Linked DNA regions of Salmo salar: region 2 is linked to region 1. A link is a contact called in public Hi-C data. All regions are on one chromosome and are shown on one strand. The core of a region is the stretch at or near the end of the contact, and the rest is flanking DNA. Distances in the headings are between cores, read along the strand shown. Region 1 overlaps LOC106574720 (palmitoyltransferase ZDHHC14). Region 2 holds the start of LOC106574720 (palmitoyltransferase ZDHHC14).

Evidence for each region. Hi-C and Micro-C count contacts between places; a contact is called where the count stands out from the background.
Region 2: a Hi-C map of muscle shows a contact between it and region 1, with 3 times the contacts expected there. The contact joins the promoter of LOC106574720 here to the enhancer-like site in region 1. A contact is called at or near these places in 2 of 3 Hi-C or Micro-C datasets (gill and muscle).

The regions. Positions count from the first base shown.
Region 1 is chrssa01:21,323,180-21,330,995 of Ssal_v3.1, reverse strand. All of the region lies in intron 2 of LOC106574720 (palmitoyltransferase ZDHHC14), which reads left to right. Among protein-coding and RNA genes, the nearest start is that of LOC106574720, 37 kb to the left of the region's middle. Within about 2 kb of position 4,320, at least 1 of the 13 cell types and tissues checked has an H3K27ac peak or open chromatin away from gene starts, as enhancers often do. A contact at or near this core is called in muscle, where this site is marked.
Region 2 is chrssa01:21,359,703-21,367,518 of Ssal_v3.1, reverse strand. It overlaps LOC106574720 (palmitoyltransferase ZDHHC14), which reads left to right and starts at 2,953. Exons shown (of 10, transcript XM_014150770.2): 1 at 2,953-3,151; 2 at 4,352-4,655. The coding sequence starts at 4,411.

The sequences.
Region 1 (7,816 bases), core at 3,071-5,570:
AATGTTGCTGGATTGGTGGTGAGACTATTAGCTGGCCAAAATTTGGCAACATGAAAAGTGCAGTACTGTTATTAATATAACCTGGGCGGCAGATAGCCTAGTGCAGGGGTCACCAACACGGTGCCTGCGGGCACCAGGTCGCCCCCAGGGACCACATGAGTCGCCCGCAGGCCTGGTCTAAAAATAGCACAACTCACTAGTGAGCTGCGTCTGAAATGTAATTGTATTCTGTTGCTATTCTTTTTAATCACACTTGCATTTATATATATATAGTCATTTTTAAATAGTCATTTTTATATATATATATATATATATATATATATATATATATATCTTAAAAATATTTTCATTATACATGAGTTTAGATAAGTTTAGGTGAACTCTGACCTACTCTAGTTCAAAGGTCAGTATTGTGCGCGTGAAAAAAACAGTGCTCGTGGAGAGTAAGCTAGCGGGCGCAGCGAAGAAAACAAAAGTGATCGGCTTTGAGCACGTGAACCGTTGTAAAAATCATAAACAACATCCGCTCCAAAGCAAAACAGCACAGGATTTTCAAGGTGCTATTGGAGGAGATGTCAGCTGAATATGGTGACCTGCTGCTACACACAGAAATCCGATGGCTCAGCAGAGGACGAGTTTTACTTCGTTTTCAGTCCAAAGGCGAAGACGTCTCACTGCTAGAGGACACAGAGTGGACACTTGACCTTGCATTTTTGACAGATATTACTGGGAAACTAAATGACTTGAACTGTAAGCTGCAAGGCAAAGGTAAGACTGTTGTTGATCTGATAAGTGCTTTAAATGCATTTAAAGCCAAGATGAACATTTTCTCTGTGGATTTACAGAAAAGAAAGGTGCTGCACTTTCCCTCTGTGCAGTCGGTGCTGAAAGACAATCCTTCTGCATCTGAGACATTTGACAAAGTTGCAGAAAAGTACTGTAAAGTCATAAACAGACTTGGGCAAGAGTTTGAGAATAGGTTTTGTGACCTTCATCAGCTTGAGCCATGTGTGTCGTTCATTTCCAATCCTTTCATGAATGTGGACACAACATTCTTTGCTGAGCAACTAAGTGCAATGTTCAACTTGGATGCTGGACAGGTGGAGATTGAAATCATAACATTGCAAAATGACCTCCACCTCAAAGCCTACCAGGCTGCACCAAACTTTTGGTGCCTTGTTGACACAGAGAAGTACAGTGGAGTATGCACAGCAGCTATGAAGGTTGCTAGCCTGTTAGGTTGAACCAATCTCTGGGAATCAGCGTTTTCTGACATGAACTTCATCAAGAACAAACACAGAACACGCCTCACTGATGCACATCTGAAAGACTCACTCTCAATTGCAGTGTCAAGTTACACACCAGATTACAATACACTGGTGAACAGCATGCAATGCCAGTCTTCCCACTAACAAAGAAACAGATACCAGATGTTGTCAGTGGCAACATGGCAGTGCCATGGCGAAGTTGAATTAAAATATTGAAGAATTGTGTTCAATTTAAAAGTGTGTTTAAAATGCAGCACATTTGGTCATTAGTTCAAAATGTGAAAAGATTTATTTAAAAATAACTAGATTTTTCTAACATTACATAATTGATAACTTTTTGAGACAGTGCAACATAGTTCATGATTTAAAAGGGTTTGTCAGTGGCTAGTGAAGATGGGACATTTTTCCTATGAAATGTAGTGATGTAAGTGATCATCTGAAAATGTAACAATTACTGAGATTAAAGTGCTGAATATTGATATCTGTTTCCCACCTTATTGTCATTGTTGATAATTATTGTGAGAAATTATTAACGTGATCAGTGTCTTCACATAGATGAGTATCATTAATCATTATTAATAACGTATAACTAAAGGCAAACTGAGCAAATTTATTTCAGAAGAGCGTATCAAACTGGTAGCCCTTCGTATGACTCAGTACCCATGAAGTAGCTCTCAGTTTCAAAAAGGTTGGTGACCCCTGGCCTAGTGGTTAGAGCGTTGGACTAGTAACCGAAAGGTTGCAAGATCAAATCCCCGAGCTGACAAGGTAAAAATCTGTCTTTCTGTTCCTAGGCCGTCATTGAAAATAAGAATCTGTTCTTTACTGACTTGCCTAGTTAAATAAAGGTAAAAAATATATATTTTTAAAAAAGACCTTGTGTTAGTGAGTTTTCGGTGAATTTGTGTAAATCATGAAGCTCATCTGCATTTCCTGCTGTGCAGAAAAATGATCAGCAACAAAGAGTGATCAAATTAGAATCCTACATCAGTAGTGATAATGGCCTATCCCAAAACAATAATAGTGTAAGCTTAGTATGGCCTCTGGTTGTCTGTTTTTGTTGTTGTTGGTGTGCTGAGAACTAAAGCTCACTTTTTAATATAACACAATTGCTTTTGACTTTGTTTGATCCAATTATCTGTTCAGCTATGTGAAAAGCAGACCGCCTTCCTACAGTTATTTTGAGCCTCATGGTTTTGTATGGGCTGTCTGTTGGACCCTGGATAAGTGGGATGAATCGGTTTGGTGTGTATTGTTATTTTCCCTCCGCCTCCTTTCTGGTACTCCAACATGACAACACAACAGCAATTTGACCTTTTCTCTCCAATGCTGTGCAGATTAGCTCTCAGATAGTGCAGGGATTTATACTGTTTAACCTCTCTGGGGTAACGTCCCACCTGGCCAACATCCGGTGAAATTGCAGAGCGCCAAATTCAAAATACAGAAATAGTCGTAATAAACTTTCATAAAAATACAAGTGTTATACATCGGCTTAAAGATGAACTTCTTGTTAATCCAGCTGCTTTGTCAAATTTCAAAAAGGCTTTATGGCAAAAGCATACCATGCGATTATCTGAGGACAGCGCCCCGCTTACAAAAGCATACAAACATTTTAGTAAAGGAATTACTAAAGTCAGAAATAGCGATTTAAAATTAATCACTTACCTTTGAAGATCTTCTTCTGGTTGCAGTCACAAGAGTCCCAGCTACACAATAAATGTTCATTTTGTTCAATAAAGTCCCTCTTTATATCAAAAAAACTCAGTTTTGTTCAGTAATCCACTGGCTCAAAGGCGTTCAAAACATGCAGACGGAATACATCCTAATAGTATCGGTGAAGTTCGTCGAAACGTCAAACGATGTTTATAATTAATCCTCAGGTTGTCTATTGTCTAAATAATCGATAATATTTAAACCGGACAATAGCGTCTTCATTAGAAAGGAAAAACAACGAAGGGCGTGCAATCGGTCACGCGCGCAAACCAGCTCTGCTTGATTCTACAGTCCACTTACAAAATGGTCTCATTCTTCTTCATTTTTCAGAAAACAAGCCTGAAACAATGTCTAGACTGTTGACATCTAGTGGAAGCCATAGGAACTGCAATCTGGGTCCTAACCATTTAGATACTCTATAGGCATTCAATTGAAAACTACCCACACCAAAAAAATCCAACTTCCTGGATGGATTTTTGCCTGCCATATCAGTTCTGTTATACTCAGACATTATTTTAACAGTTTTGGAAACTTTAGTTTTTTTATCCAATACTACCATGCATATGCATATCCTAGCTTTTGGGCCTGAGTAACAGGCAGTTTACTTTGGGCACGTTTGTCATCCAAACTTCAGAATACTGCCCCCTACCCAAGAGGTTAACAAGCCCTGGATGCATCGAGCAGAAAGGAGCAATCACTTTGCTCATCCTAGCCTGGGTTAACCCTCCCGCAGAGGGGGCAGGTAGCGTCCGCAGGTATCTGTACCATTCATATGATGACAGGAGAAAAACATTCAAACTGTAGTTTCATTCTGTCTTGCTTAGCGGTTTCTATCATTAAAAGCAGACAATGGCACTAGATTGATGGACACACTATTGGACTGCTATGGTCAGAGTGAATGACTCTTAGTTCCACTCTGGCCTTCTATACTACAGGGTCATGGTGGTGATGGGCTATATATATCAAGCTCTAGCAGGGCTCAAACTTGGCTCTGAGGATTTGGCCTGGTAATGGATTACATCGTCAGGCAGGGCAGGAGCAGGCCTCTGGAGTACATCTTCCTCACTGTAATCTCTCCTCACAGGGACAGCTGTGCTCAGAACGACATGATCTCTCAACAGACACAGGTGGAGGGGGATCCACTGGGTCTGTTCTACCTCATGGGAATGAGAGCTTCATCATGTAGTGGGTTGTATGCATTCATAGTCAGTGTCTTTGCAACTCCATTGCTACACCATCTCCAGTGCATTTAATCGTGTGTCTCCCTCTCTCCCAGACTCTATGTCAGAGAGGGTGATGATGTCAGTGAGTTGGTATGCTCACCCTTGGTTGAGCTGTAGAAAGTCTCACTATGACCTGCCTCTGGTCTGTAACTCTGCTATACCCTCTGCTCTATCAGCATGTGACTGTGGAAGAGTCAGTGCTCACACACACACACACACACACACACACACACACACACACACACACACACACACACACAATTTCCAGGCACACAGCAGATCACATTTAGTCCATCTCTGGCAGAACAGGAACCGTGGGATATTAGTCCAGCCAGCCCTGCTATTATCCCACCATTGTGCAGAGTAGACCCTAGCTGATGTCCCAGACAACAGGACAGAGGACACTACCACCATGTTTCATCCACACGGCTCTACTTTTACCCTCACTTTCTGAGGGAACTCATTTTCTCTGCTGCTCTGGGAACTTGGTGCAACAGGAGCTACTTTCACTGTTTCACTGTTACTTGATCACTTTTTATAGCAGGTCCAGATTTGGTGTGGCGACAGCAACTGCTGCCCAGTCGTGGTATTAATAAGGCTTACAGGATGTAGTGTCCTCCAGCTGGCCTGGCAGCAGCCTTACAGAGGGACGGGAACTTGGGAAGGGGATGGGCATTGACCAGGGTGTGCCCTGGGGGCAGGCCAGTAAGCAAGGCACATGGAGCCACCTGATGCAGCCACCCAGAAAAGACACCCAGAAAAGACAGCCAGTGGATTGGAAGACTGTCAGTCACACCCCAAAATTCTTTAAGTTTTGGCTGCATGAATTTATGCTAGTTGACGTGAGATTATCAGAAAGCTGAGAGAGACTTTTTTACCAGCTGGTGTTTGAACATTGATGGATCCTTAGCTTCCACTTTGGACTCCCATCCTCCACTCAAGCACCAAAGAATGGTAGGCTTATAATAGTGTAGCCAGGTTGGTGGGAGTGCTGGCTCCCACCTTCTGACCCTGGCTGCCACCCTGGTTCTGTAGCACCGTGGATATGGCCAGGCTCCCAAGGTGTTGCCATCTGGAGAATGGTGATTGAACAGGCCTCTGCCATAACTCTGCTAGATAGTCAACCACCAAAGCTCCCTGATTCACAATATCTTTGCATACCTAGTAGGGTTTCGCCGACATGGTCGTAATGGTATCTGTAAATGTACAGTTTTATAGTAGAGGTCGACCGATTAATCGGAATGGCCGATTAATTAGGGCCGATTTCAAGTTTTCATAACAATCGGTAATCTGTATTTTTGGCCGCCAATTTGTATTTTTGTATTTTTTTGTATTTTTTACACCTTTATGTAACTAGGCAAGTCAGATTAAGAACACATTCTTATTTTCAATGATGGCCTAGGAACAGGGGTTAACTGCCTTGTTCAGGGGGGATTCGTTTTTGCAACCTTCCGGTTACTAGTCCAATGCTCTAACCACCTGCCTTACATTGCACTCCACGAGGAGCCTGCATGGCAGGCTGACTACCTGTTACGCGAGGGCAGCAAGAAGCCAAGGTAAGTTGCTAGCTAGCATTAAACTTATCTTATAAAAAAACAATCAAACTTAACATAATCACTAGTTAACTACACATGGTTGATGATATTACTAGTTTATGTAACGTGTCCTGCTTTGCATATAATTGATGCGGTGCCTGTTAATTTCTCATCGAATCACAGCCTACTTCGACAAACGGGTGATTTAACAAGCGCATTTGCGGAAAAAGCACTGTTGTTGCACCAATGTACCTAACCATAAACATCAATGCCTTTCTTTAAAATCAATACACAAGTATATATTTTTAAACCTGCATATTTAATTAATATTGCCTGCTAACATGAATTTGTGTCACTTCTCTAGCGATCCGTGCAAGCAGTCAGGATATATGCAGCAGTTTGGGCCGCCTGGCTCATTGCGGACTGTGTGAAGTCCATTTATTCCTAACAAAGGCCGTAATTAATTTGCCAGAATTGTACATAATTATGACATAACATTGAAGGTTGTGCAATGTAACAGGAATATTTAGACTTGGGGATGCCACCCGTTAGATAAAATATGGAATGGTTCCGTATTTCACTGAAATAATAAACGTTTCGTTTTCGAAATGATAGTTTCCGGATTCGACCATATTAACGACCAAAGGCTCGTATTTCTGTGTGTTATTATGTTATAATTAACTCTATGATTTGATAGAGCAGTCTGACTGAGCGATGGTAGGCAGCAGCAGGCTCGTAAGCATTCATTCAAACAGCACCTTTGTGCGTTTTGCCAGCAGCTCTTCACAATTCTTCAAGCATTGCGCTGTTTATGACTTCAAGCCTATCAACTCCCAAGATTAGGCTAGTGTAACCGATGTGAAATGGCTAGCTAGTTAGCATGCGCGTGCTAATAGCGTTTCAAACGTCACTCGCTCTGAGACTTGGAGTAGTTGTTCCCCTTGCTCTACTTGGGTAATGCTGCTTCGAGGGTGGCTGTTGTCGGTGTGTTCCTGGTTCGAGCCCAGGTAGGAGAGAGGAGAGGGACGGAAGCTATACTGTTACACTGGCAATACTAAAGTGCCTATATGTAACGGCTGTCGTAGAGAGGGGACCAAAGCGCAGCGTGTTGATTGCTCATGATGAATATTTATTTTATAGTGTGTGTGTGTGTGTGTGTGTGTGTGTGTGTGTGTGTGTGTGTGTGTGTGTGTGTGTCTCGACTTGCAGCAGGCAGACAAGTTTGCTGTCACTCAGCGTTTTCATTATTTGTAATTATTTTTACTTGCCTCGCTTGTAAGATATTTTACACATTTATAGCTTGATAGCAAATGTCCTTGCTGTGTGATTTATCATAGTAGCAGGCAGCAGCAATCTATATTATCAGACCAAAAACATGGAGGAGAAGTGATTGGGTGAAATTATGGGGAAATACAACTTCACTCTATCCAATCAGAGCAATCAATCAAATGTATTTATAAAGCCCTTCTTACATCAGCTGATGTCACAAAGTGCTGTACAGAAACCCAGCCTAAAACCCCAAACAGCAAACAATGCAGGTGTAGAAGCACGGTGGCTAGGAAAAACTCCCTAGGGGGGCGCCAACCCGGACAGGAAGATCACGTCAGTGACTCAACCCACTCAAGTGACGCACCCCTCCTAGGGACGGCATGGAGGAGCACCAGAAAGTCAGTGACTCAGCCCCTGTAATAGGGTTAGAGGCAGAGAATCCCAGTGGAGAGAGGGGAACCGACCAGGCAGAGACGGCAAGGGCGGTTCGTTGCTCCAGTGCCGTTCCGAGTATCGCAGGATGAGCGTAGAGCCCGCCCTGTTCTTTACAGACAGGCAAACTAACCACGTAGGACCTCGCACATGACTGACCTGAGAAAGGTGTGTGCTGGCACCTGAGTTTCTTTTTCTTCGATCACAGCTAATTACAAAACATACTCTGATCATAATCGTATCCAGAAAATTGACCATATCCGTTACGATACTCTTTTTGTCCGACTACTCGGCACACCCCTATTACCTAGTCTTTCCTAGCATGCCATGTTTTCAGGTTCTCACATAGTGCCAACTAACACTGACGGAAAACATG
Region 2 (7,816 bases), core at 1,704-4,203, 38 kb before region 1:
GTTGCCGGAGAGGAAGGAAACCGCTCAGGGATTTCTCCATGAGGCCAATAGTGAAACAGTTACATACTTTAATGGCTGTGATAGGAGAAAACTGAGGATGGATCAACAACATTGTAGTAAATAAATTAGTTAACATTTCTAAAAACATGCTTTCATTTTGTTATTATGTGTAGACAGGTGAGAAAAAACAATTTAATTCATTTTGAATTCAGGCTGTAACACAACAAAATGTGAAATAAGTCAAGGGGTATGAATACTTTCTGAAGGCACTATATCCACATTTTACTATGAACATAAAATTGTATTTCCAATGTATTGTATATGAAAAAACCTGTGGAGATGTCTTTAAAGTCATAAAGAATGATGTATAGGCTATGTGCACCACTACTCTGAGAGTCTAATGAGCAGATTGAGCTCCTTTTCCAATCTCATTTCTACTCAATAGTGGAAAGTAGTGATCTAAGCCCACTCAGGTTCTCATACAGTACATGAAAAACAACTTCCTGTGCTCTCTCTGAGTCTATTTCTCACCGCTGAGAGACCTGTTGATAATATGTATGTATGCCCAATGACTCAGACAGGGAGTTCTCTAAGCCTGCCTGTGAAAGAGGAGCATTGACTGAACAAGGACATGTTTGTAGGACAGTGGGAGTGATTGAGTGAATCAAGCTGGAAGCCAGAGGCATTGTTCAGACTTGGAGATGTGTAGGAGGGCTGTGAGAGTGATCGAGTGAATCAAGCTGGAAGCCAGAGGGATTGTTCAGACTAGGAGATGTTAAGGATGGCTGTGGTGTGTAGGTGGTATGGGGGAGTGAAGAACCCAGAAAAATGACATGACCTTGACCAAAGCAGAACCTCAGGAACTTGCAGCATCACATGACGAGGCTGGCATTAGAGGGCATGTCTGTATGACAGCTGGTTTGGACTACCTTATGGGTACACAAATATGACTGTAACGTGTGTGCTGGGAGTCAGGAAGCAAGTTCAGGGAGTGAATAATTTAATAAATGAATGAAACATAGTACAAAACAAGAACCACAAACAACACACAGACATGAAACAAAAACAATGACATCTGGGGAAGGAACCAAAGGGAGTGACATATATAGGGCAGGTAAAGGAGATGATGGAGTCTAGGTGAGTGTCATTATGCGCTGATGTGCATGACGATGGTGACAGGTGTGCGCCATAATGAGCAGCCTGGTGACCTAGAGGCCGGAGAGGGAGCACACGTGACAATGACTCCCCTGTTAATGTAAACATGGTAGACTAGAATTCAGGATCTAAAAGGGCATAATTTTCATGATCTATTGATTATATTTGTTCTATTAGTGAAGCTGTAGATAATATATGAATGTTCTTTTTTTGGATTATTCAGGCATTGGACATTTGTGTTTATTTTCTTTCCAGATGTGCAATCAATGAGATCAATGGGCTACTACGTTCCCCATAATTCCTGTTGCACAGCTATCCACCAATTCATGTATTTGCTATCCACTGACCAAGATGAAGAGCTCAGAGGGGATGTGTCACAGCAGGAAAGAAGTGTGAAGACACGAAAAATGTAAAACCATGGTGCTAAGTACAAACCTTCGTCCCCTGAATAAAAGACAAGTAAAATTAAATCCACTTTATTGCTTGAGCATCTTGAGGATGTTGGATCCCATTGGTCTGAGAATCATGAGATGGAGTCAGTCGGCAGTAATGAGTCCTTTGAAAATGAACCTGACCAGGATGAAGGTCAACCTGTGGAGACAGGTTTGGTGGTAGAGATTTCTAACGTTTGCCCTGAGAATCCTACGAGAGATGAAAAAGTGGATCCATGCTTTTTTGGAAAAAGTGGATCTATCCAACCCATACAGTGCATTCGGAAAGTATTCAGACCCCTTCCCTTGTTCCACATTTTGTTACGTTACAGCCTTATTCTAAAATGTATACAATTATTTTTTACCCCTATCTGTGATTTATTTAGAATCCAAGACACACTTAACCAGCATGACTAACACAGCATTCTGCAGCAATACGCCGTCCTATCTGGTTTGCGCTTAGTGGGACTATCATTTGTTTTTCAACAGGACAATGACCCAAAACACACCTCCATGCTGTGTAAGGGTTATTTGATCAAGAAGGAGAGTGATGGAGTGCTGCATCAGATGACCTGGCCTCCACAATCACCCGACCTCAACCCATTTGAGATGGTTTGGGATGAGTTGGACCGCAGAGTGAAGGAAAAGCTGCCAACAAGTGCTCGGCATATATGGGAACTCCTTCAAGACTGTTGAAAAAGCATTCCTCATGATGCTGGTTGAGAGAATGCCAAGAGTGTGCAAAGCTGTCATCAAGTCAAAGGTTGGCTACTTTGAAGAATCTAAAATATATTTTGATTTGTTTAACACTTTTTGGTTCACAATTATTCTACAATGTAGAACGTAGTAAAAATAAAGAGTAGGTGTGAGTAGGTGTGTCCAAACTTTTGACTGGTACTGTATGTCCCTCTTTGTGGCACTTGACCATATGACAGGGCAGTAGTACCGGTGCAACACAACTAGAGCCTGTAGGACTTGTTTTGTTGATAGCTATGTCAAGAAAACAGAGCAGTGCTTTATTATAGCCATGGTGATTAACTGAACTGCACGGATGGAGTGGACATCACAGAAGATAGGTGTGGTAGTTGCAGCAGCAGAGAAATATTTGGGTCTGAGAGATTTTAGTGCAGAAGATCTACAGGGAGTTTTGAGAGAAGGGGTTTCATCCTCCCAGGCTGATGGCCTGGTGTAGGATCGTTTAGGGCCAAAGTCGTGGGATGGGTGGTGGGTTTTGGGGATAGACAGTTGCAGGGTTAGATGGTGGTGCAATTTATAATCTTCCCCTTTCCCTTTTTTGTGATAAATGTGCAATATGCACTCCGACCTCCGAAAGGCAGCAATACTCAAACACAACGTCTGGTCTGCCAGAAATTCACACGAAGAAGAATGTGTTTCGAGGAGGGCGGGATGTGTGCTCGGTATGTTGTTGTTTGTTAGTTGCAATGAACAGCGCAACGTGATGGAGACAACAGTGTGAATGCTTTCCGAACAAACACAGTGGGATATCCCGATGTTTCAGCAGCCTTGCTGGGAATGGTGCAACTTTTCACTACGCAAGCGAACGAGTACGTGACATAATTGTGTGACTATCCCCAGATGTAGCAACTGTAGATGGAAATTGGACCTGCAAGCGGCGTTCTGATTTTTCGTATCACACGCAAACTTGTCTGAAAATCACTCGCGCTGTCTTTCTACTGTGGTTGAGTTTGAAATGGTGTGGCGTGGGACCTACCCAGACTATCCTCTGACTTTCCATGATTGAAGTGTTTGATATTTTCATACCAGCCTTTTGTAATTCCGAGAGAAATTATGATATTGCTTTCGACTGCAGTTTGCAACAAACACGGATAAGGAGACCAGATAAAAGTGGCGTACCAGCAGTGTCGACTTTCTTTGGTGAGCTGTCCAGAGGAATGTCAAAACTGTAGGGTTTCTGTGATGCTATGCTGTTCGGGATGTGCCCGTAATGCTTGGTGAATGAAAACGGGTGTTGGCTCACAGGAAACGACAGAACACTCAGAAGTTTGCTCTCGAGCTAACGTTAGCCTAGCTAACTAGATCTAGTTACTTGGCTGCATTTTCTTTTTGCTAGCTAGCTGACGTTAGCTGTCTATACCTAGTCAATAGTAAAGTCATGTTGCTGGGTGATTTCAGATAACATTACCTAACTAGCGTTAGCTAGTTAACGTTTGTTTATTTGATCATGGTAGGTAGGTAGTTAGCTAGTTCAGTTAGCTAGCTAGGGCCAAGACTTATTAGCTAAGTATATTTGATTAAACCATTAATTGCAACCGTGTTAGTTGCTAGCTAGTGAAAAGTTTCAAGCATGTGAGAAGCTGTCACTGGTAGCTAACTAACGTTACTTAGCTAGTTAGTTATGTAGCCTAGTAAGATGGATAGCCAAGTAGGTCTGGATGTCATGCTGGAAACGTTTGTGTGCTCGTCATTACTAGCTACATACACTCACCATAGCCCATAAACGAATAAAACCATAGCTAGCTGTTAAAACATGAACTCTAAAATGGTAGCAAGCTAACCCTATACTGGCTCCTTAAAACATCATCTGCAAAACATTGAATGTGATCCTATAATCAGACTGATCCCAGATCTGTTTATATTGTTTTGCCAACAACTATTAATTGTCTGTCTGGCATGACAACATAGGAGTTGACTGTATACTCCACACACAGATCTGGGACCAGGCTATAATCAGACCACTATTTTTCCAGTAAAATAACATCACAGTTCTGTTGCTTTCATTTCAGCGGTGCTCCTGGTCCTGGACTGCTTCAACTGTGGAGGGGATCTCACTGAGTGACCATTGATGCTGCAACTCGGGGTGGCTGAGCCTATGCGAGAGTGCGAATACAGCCAGATCAGCACTCGCAGCTCAACCCCGATGGAAACTCCATACAAGAAGAGGACCCCCAAAAAGAGGAAGTGGCAAGCCTTCCCGGGGCGGAATAAATTTTACTGCAATGGTAGGATCATGATGGCCAGACAGACAGGGGTTTTCTACCTCACCCTAGTCCTCATTCTCATCACAAGTGGACTCTTCTTCACTTTTGAGTAAGTAGCTAAAGGTTTTTCCCTATGTTTTGCCATCCTTTGGCCCACATTGCCTATGAACAGGGCATTGGGGCTGTAGCTAACAAAGAGCCAGGGTTTATGGTCCAACCTGTCACTGTTAATTAGCCAGTGGTAGCCTGTATGTGGATGAGATGGGCTCCCTCACTCTTCCTCAAGGTGCTCTTTCACCTTGTGCTGTCACATTGAGTAGGAGTTGGCAGAGTTGTAATAAGCCTTGTAATTCTGTTAGCTCAGCTTTAATGTTTAGTCTGACCTATTTCTGGAAGTCTCTCAGCAATTAATATGGAGTAGATAGCATAGCTTCTTGTCTTAACTCTCATGCATCATTCTTACTGACAGGGACAGCCCACTTGATGTCCTTTTGTCTCCTGAGTTACTCATCATGGTAACACCTGTCTGGTTTCCTTTGAAAAGGTGTGGCTGTTCTAGTTTCTGTCATCACAGGGTCTGTTTGAATGAATCTATCATACGATACATGTCCATTCATGTAGACTGAATAAACGTGAGGAGGTCATCCTTCCAAATAAATTAATTTCAGTTTCGTTAAAATATTTGTTATATACAACCTCTCTCTCTCTCGTTGTTACTGATCACACTTACCAGCTAAGAGATGCTAAACAACGGAGGTTTCTGATGTAGGCGTGCATCTTTGTCTCGACCATTTGATCTTTTTTTTTTCTCTCTCGCTCTTTCGCCATTGCTTCCTCTCTTGTTCTAGATTTCCCCTGCCGGACTGGTTTACCCTCTTCTTCTAAAACGTCTCCAGTTCTCAGACGAGCTCTTTGTGACATGTTGTTTATTACTATATTTAATGTGGTGAAATGTGGAGCCTGTAAAACCTGAGCAGCAGGCTGTTATACCCACAGACACCACTTCTCCTCTCACACTCTGTCCCTGGTTTTATAACAGTGCCTGCTGCCTGGTTTATCTCAGCAGCATGACAACCTGTGTCCCTCTCATCCATGTTCAGGAGGTTGTAAATTGGCCCTGAGTGACTGCCAGGTCCCATGGAGTACAAAGGGGAGAGCATATATTTAGACACTGAGTGCTATTAGCATGAGGGATGTCTCAGCAGCACTGTTCTGGACCAGTCAGTCACTCTTTTCCCTGCTTGTCCTGATTAATCACTCATTGTGGTCCAGGAGCCAGACAGTGCTTAGCACAAGAGGCTGCTGAGGGGAGGACGGCTCATAGTAATGGCTGGAATGGAGTGATTGGAATGGTATCAGACACATGGAAACCATGTTTGATGAGTTCAATACCATTCCATGTATTTCGTTCCAGCCATTAATATGAGCCCGTCCACCACAATTAAGGTTCCACCCAACCTCCTGTGGTGCTTAGGAAGATAAGTCTGGTTCTAACGCCTACCTTGGATGTTGTTGCTCAATCAGACTGGCAGCCTTTCTCACTGTGTTCCGTATGCATGATCAAGCCCTGGGTGTATTCTGACCCCTTGACCTTTTCCACATTTTGTTACATTACAAACTTATTCTAAAGTGGATTTAATATATATATATATTTTTTGGTCCTCAATCTATACACAATGCCCCATAATGACAAAGCAAAAACAGGTTTTTAGGAATGATTTCACATTTACATAAGTATTCAGACCCTTTACTCAATACTTTGAAGAACCTTTCAGCTATTACAGCCTAGAGTCTTCTTGGGTATGACACATGGCACACCTCTATGTGGGGAGTTTCTCCCATTCTTCTCTGCAGATCATCTCAAGCTCTGTCAGGTTGGATGGGGAGCGTCCCTGCACAGCTATTTTCAGGTCTCCAGAGATGTTAGATCGGGTTCAAGTCTGGGCTCTGGCTGGGCAACTCAAAGACATCCAGACTTGTCCCAAAGCCACTCCTGCGTTGTCTTGCTGTGTTGCTTAGGGCCGTTGTCCTGTTGGAAGGTGAACCTTCGCCCCAGTCTGAGGTCCTGTGTGCTCTGGAGCAGGTTTTCATCAAGGATCTCTCTGTTCTTTGCTCTATTCATCTTTCCCTCAATCCTGACTAGTCTCCCAGTCCCTGCTGCTGAAAAACATCCCCACAGCATGATACTGCCACCATCATGCTGCACCGTAGGGATGGTGCCAGGTTTCCTCTAGACGTGACGCTTGGCATTCAGGCCAAGCGAATCTTGTTTCTCATGGTCTGAGAGTCTTTCAGCTGCCTTTTGGCAAACTCCAAGCGGGCTGTCCTGTGCCTTTTACTGTGGAGTGGCTTCCGTCTGGCCACTCTACCATGAAGGCCTGATTAGTGGAGTGCAACCAGAGATGGTTGTCCTTCTGGAAGGTTCTCCCATCTCCACAGAGGAACTCTGGAGCTCTGTCAGAGTGACCATCAGATTATTGGTCACCTCCCTGACCAAGGGCCTTCTCCCCCGATAGCTCAGTTTGGCTGGGCGGCCAGCTCTAGGAAGAGTGGTGGTGGTTCCAAACTTCTTCCATTTTAAGAATGAAGGAGGCCACTGTGTTATTGGGGACCTTCAATGCTTCTTGGTACCTTCAATGCTGCAGACATTTTTTGGTACCCTTCCCCAAATCTGTGCCTCGACACAATCCTGTCTCGGAGCTCTACGGACAATTCCTTCAACCTCATGGCTTGGTTTATGTTCTGACATGCACTGTCAACTGTGGGACCTTATATAGACAGGTGTGCCTTTCCAAATTATGTTCGATCAATTGATTTTACCACAGGTGGACTCCAAGTTGTAGAAACATCTCAAGGATGATCAATGGAAACGGGATGCACCTGATCTCAATTTTGAGTCTCATAGCAAAGGGTCTGAATACTAATGTAAATAAGGTATTTATGTTTTTAATTTTTTATGAATATGCAAAAATGTCCAAACCTGTTTTTGTTTTGTCGTCATTATGGGGTATTGTGTGTAGATTGAGAGAACATGTATTTAATTCATTTTAGAATAAGGCTGTAACGTAACAAAATGTGGGAAAAGGGATGGGGTCTGAATACACTGTATGTCATACCAATGTTTGTTGTTGTTGCTACATGTAGCCTACTTGTCACAGTCTTCTAAACAACTTTTTTGTGTGTTGTAATTTCTGCAATCCTGACCTGCTGCCAGTTCCATTGCATTAGCTCTCTGCATTATGTGAGAGACATTGACCTCTTGTCTTCCAC